Linked DNA regions of Lactuca sativa: region 2 is linked to region 1. A link is a contact called in public Hi-C data. All regions are on one chromosome and are shown on one strand. Each heading gives the region's core, a stretch centred on a gene start, on an enhancer-like site or on the middle of the called end of the contact. The rest is flanking DNA. Distances are from core to core; before and after follow the strand shown.

Evidence for each region. A called contact is a pair of places that touch in the nucleus more often than the background predicts.
Region 2: a contact with region 1 is called in a Hi-C map of leaf, with 4 times the contacts expected there. The contact joins the promoter of LOC111893145 here to the promoter of LOC111893143 in region 1. A contact is called at or near these places in 2 of 4 Hi-C or Micro-C datasets (leaf and seed).

Annotation. Positions count from the first base shown.
Region 1 is chr4:265,435,928-265,438,627 of Lsat_Salinas_v11, forward strand. LOC111893143 (protein NPGR1) reads left to right here and starts at 1,297. Exons shown (of 6, transcript XM_023889211.2): 1 at 1,297-1,510; 2 at 2,020-2,324; 3 at 2,435-2,693. The coding sequence starts at 2,124.
Region 2 is chr4:265,622,864-265,625,563 of Lsat_Salinas_v11, forward strand. It overlaps LOC111893145, which reads right to left and starts at 1,383. Exons shown (of 4, transcript XM_023889212.3): 1 at 1,211-1,383; 2 at 428-533; 3 at 274-330; 4 at 1-82. The coding sequence starts at 1,323. The coding sequence ends at 316.

The sequences.
Region 1 (2,700 bases), core at 47-2,546:
ACATAAATTACCCAAAATCCCACATTTCATGTCCAAGAGCTCTGATGGGTGTCTATAACCCTTAGGTCCGACGAGAAAGGTGTTTGAAAACTTATGCCTGACGAGAAAGGCAACGACTTCGGTGTTTGGGAGGGTTTTGTGGTAATTTTGAATATGTCATGATTCAACCACTGTCGATCTCTTAAGATTCAAACCTGGTAAACCCTAATGCAATATGAAATCAAATTCGAATATGAAATTGATTTTAAGGGTGAAATCGAACCATGAATGTCTTTTGTTTATCTCAGAGGGCTCGATTAATAGGTGTGTGTATGTGTGCGTTTTTGATTGTAGCTTTCAAGGATCATCTTCTTCTCATTCGTTTCAAAAATCTTGTGAGTTTGTGTTTTAGAGATTTTCAAATTCATCCGTTTTAGAAGAATTCAACCACCTGAGTAATGTCATGCTCCCTTTGTTTTGTGTTCTTGGTCTTCATTCCTTTTGATCTTTGTATAAATCAAGAAGTGTCTTTTGATTTTTCTCTGACTAGAATGATTCCAGAACTACATTTGGCTAGGTTCGGTAGGTTTGTGTAAGTCTAATGATACGCCGATCCTTGTAGCATCTTTTTCGATGAAGTTGATGTGGTAAAAGGAAATGTGTGTGTATATGTGTTTGAAGGAGACGAAGAAGAGAAGGATGAGAAATGCTTGTGGACTCTTGAATAAGATTGAAGGCATCGAGAGATCTGCTCATTTTGTAAACGAATTGTGTGATTCATTATAGTTTCCATTGGCAGAAGAACCAGAACCAGATGTGAGAAGGAGGGTGGAAGAAGTAGAGATGACGTCTAGAGCAATTAAGAAAGGTCTCGATCCAATTTTGACTTTTTCAGTCAAACATTGTTCACTCATCCATCCATACAAGATCTGGAGAGAGAGAGAGGTGGGACCCTTTACTATTAAATAATTATATATATATATATATATATATATATATATATATATATATATATATATATATATATATATATATATATATATATATATTTAAAGTTAAGGTAAAACTTCATAAATGGTCACTGTAGAAGTGAAATAACAGAATTGCCCTTTACTTAACGGCCAAAAGCTAACGAAGTTTACGAAAAGGGCCATTTGTTAAAAGTTTTGAAACCACATGGACCATCTGTGATGTTTTTATAAATTAGGGACTAAACTTCAGATTTCAAAAACCATAGGGACCATTTTTGAAGTTTTGTCTTTTTTTTAATATTAAACAGAGAATCCAATAAATTTTGAAACTAGAAACTGAAATCGACCATTGAGGGAACACTAGAGTAGCAGTGGTACGACCCTTCCCCACTTTCTTCCCCATACCAACCACATGTTACAATCACTCTCAATCATACTCAAAAACTAATTATCTCAGATCTCTTTATCACTTCATCTTCTTCATTTCACGATTCGTGTTACTAATGTCAAAGCCTACTCATAATTGTTGTCATCTTAACCTCAAGGAAACCAGGAAACCAGTAAGATGAAGCTCCTTTAAATGTGTTTTCATGTATATTAACACACAGTTAAAGCACTAGAAAATCACGTCGTTAATGGTGATTTACGTGGGTGGTACTTCCTAAGCTCTAGCCAACTCTTGTTTCTCTCGCTCGTCCCGTCATTTCGGGCTTTGTTTGTTTTCTAGCAACTTTGTCACTTTCTGTTAGTCGTTTTCCTTCATCATCTCTATTCTTCCTCCAATTCCTTCTGTTCTGTCTAGTCTTCACATTTTTCTAAACGTTTTCCTGTTTCGTGCGTTGTTTCTAAGTATTAATTTGCTGCAGGACTTGTTAGTTTCTGCAATCTATCAGATCTCCATTGTTGTTTTACTGCCCTAGACTACAATTTTTTCTGATCCAAGCTTATATGACACGAATTAGGTGCATTATTCATTCCAGTCCCAAATGTGTTTATGTAAATGCCAACATGAACTATGAGATGTAAATTGCTTTACGCTGAAAAATTTCTGTGTGCAATTGATTTTCAGGTGGAACAAATGAGCGAATTGGGACGTTACATTCGTAAATAGTTTCATATAACAAGCGGAAACCAATTCATTCCAAACATCGATAGAACAGATAAAGCTGAAATATGTTGTGTGCTTGTTCGGGAGAGCAATTTAAGGTAGAAGAGCCAATTTCTCGGTCACCGGAATCATTGGCTACAAGGGATTTCTCAGCTAGTGGAATTTCCTCTCGAACTGGCACTGGAGATTGGGATTCAAAATTCGAAGATGCTCAAGTGGATGAAGCTGAATCCACCCTTAAAGAAGCCCTTTCGCTGAACTATGAGGTGAAATTATCTCTTCAATTTTATGTTTCAGATTCCCTTATACTAGCTATTTTTGTGTGGAATTGAGTAAAAATGTGTGTATATGAATGACATGTTACATGAAACTGAAGGAAGCCAGAGCTTTGTTGGGTAGACTTGAGTACCAGAGAGGCAATTTTGATGCTGCACTTCAAGTTTTCTATGGAATCGACATCAGAAGCTTGTCTCCAAGGATGATTAGGGCGATTAGTGACAGAACCCTGCAACGAAATTCCAAGGCCAAAAGGGAAAATAGTGTGGTAGGTGTGATGTCCCTTCATTCTGTGAGTCTGCTTCTTGAAGCGATCCTACTTAAAGCAAAATCACTGCAAGAGATGGGCAGATTTAAAGGTATGAC
Region 2 (2,700 bases), core at 133-2,632, 190 kb after region 1:
CACATAATTATTTCAAGAGATAACTTTCACAATAAACAGCTTCTCTTCACTGATTCCATCTTTCCACTTCTTTATTACGATCCTACAAACAATTTATCCACATAAAAAAATCAATGAGTTCCAATTATTAACATATGCCATTAAGTTTTAGACAATGTCTAGTCCTATGCCGTGCCACCTAAGCTTTTTTTTTTATTAATACTGTTTGCCACATCAGCATTTTTTTATATACGTGGCATATGCCAGATAAACAGAAGCAAAAAGGTGACTTACAAATACATGTGGTGGCGAACGTTATGTTTACAAAAGCTATGGTTATCCCATCTGCCACTGCACCCACAAAATAATTTATATGATCAGAACCGAAGTCAATAAGATAAAAATTACGCAAAAAGACGATAATGCCCTTCTTATATGTAAAATATACCTTGAGAGTTGGTTCGCCTTTGTTAGGGTTTGAAGCCTGTTTTGCAGCTGCTTGCATCTGAGCTCGTGCAGCTCTACCTGCAGCTGATTGTGCAAATTGTTCTTGCCTAAAAATTCAGTCATGAAAATATCATCATTGAGATGCTCCAATCTTTCTAACAAAAGAAGCATTTTGACATTTGAGATAAAAGAAGGGTAGGAGTTTCCAAATTAAAAAGCAACAAAATAAACATATTTGGCACTCAAAAGTCACAAAATTTGCAAAAATGGAAGTACTATTGTTTTATAACCTTATGACAATGTAAACTTTGTAATGGAATTCATACAGTCGCCTGCAAACATGTATAGAATACCAAGATTTTTGCAAACTCTATCCCTATTCCGTAGTTCCTCTGATTAGAAAAATTGGAGATGCCCTTTTGATTATTATAGACACTCAAAATTAGAATGGACTGATCCTGGAGTTCAATTTAGAGATGGAAACAGTGAACTGAAATATATTTTTTAGGAAGTTAGCATTTAGAAAGAACTTGATGTCGAATTTTAGAAAACATTCAATCGAGTTAACTTAAAAGTTGTCTCCTTTATCGCGAACGTCAAAGTAACCATTGATCCTACATCAAACTACAAAAACAATCCTAGAGCTAAAAACAAGCACAATTGACTGAAATTGCAAACAATCAAATCAAAAGAGCTAAGAAAAACGAAGGTATGTTCTAACAAAGAACGATCACAGATTCTGAAGAAGGAATAAACGGGTTGAAATTAAACGAAAGAGAATTACCTTTTCTCGGCGGCTTCAGCAGCTTTAGCTCGAGCTTCTTCAGAAGCCCTGCGTTCTTCCTCCAATCTTTCCTCTCTCGCTAACCCTCCATCGAAGCAACCGAAGCAACCCATCTCTTTCTCTTTCTCTTTCTCTTTCCCCCAAAGAAAATGTCGCCTTTTCCTGTTTCAATTTGGATCCCCCATATAGAAAACAAAATCATTTCAGTTTTCAGTTGTTAAGTCCCTTCATCTTTTATACAATTTCAATTTCAGTCCTTCTAGTTATAAACATTAGTATATTTATCTAATGATCAAACTTTAATATGCGATGAAAGTATATTGCTTCAAAGAGATTGAAAAATATCCAAATTATACTACGTAAACATGGTCAATGAAGCCATTTCAAGTTTTACTATTGCTAATTTGCTATACATAAAGTATTTAGAGTTTTAGAAATATATGTAAAGAGATATGATATGATTTGCATTACATTAATACCGTTTTTAAATTTTGCGCCATCAATATCATGTGACATAACAAACACATTGTTAATGTTGCTAAGATATTAAAAAAAATACACATATGTGACCTGTACACTTTATATATGTTTAAATAGACATCACTTTTTCAACAGGAGGAGCTTAAACATGATCCACAAACTTCATACAAATCGACAACCATTACACAAAGAACACCATGCATACATATCAAGATATTTCTAGATCTGGAGATGTAAAAAGAATTGAGTCCGGGATCTAAAGGTCCAATATGATTAAAAAAAACTTTAGCGGATGCATATGTATACCTCATTTGCTGACGAGTCGTCCATGATTTTTTCCATGATGGAATATGTTGAAAGCCTGGATCTTGCTGATGATGTTGGTATCAAATTATCAATGAGTGAATTTGTTAATATACTAAACAAATGTTATTAAAAAATTTAAAACATTGTGTTTAAAAACGAGTCTTCATATTTACTATGTATTTGTAACCATCATAAAATATTGGTTGAATTATTTTTTATTTATAAAATTCTTTTATATTTTCACCTTAAATATTTGACTACTAGTCATTTATTTTTAAATAAACCTATAGATAAAGTCATATAAAGTCAAATGAATCATTTATTTTAATGGGAAGGGAGTGGTATTAAATATTAAAATACTCCCGGACTGATTAGCAAAAGAAAACCTAAAAAGGGTCTCTTTGTCTTTTTAGTCAAATTCAACGGCCTTCATGGTAACTACTACTATCATGCTTGAGAAACTTATTGGTGTTTGACTTAAAAAAGTCAACATGTGAGAACACAAGCACACGACACACGTACACGACCTCTCTATGCTCCTGAATTCCATTCCAGCAAGCTTAGAAATTACGTTGCTTGTGGATCGCTTCTCATACAGTCATTTGTCACTAAGGGTTTCTCTCTACCTCTCCAGCGAGTAAAATCGATTATGAAGAACATTAAGAGAAATGAAGAAAGGAAAACGGTTTTCGTAGTCGAGTTTT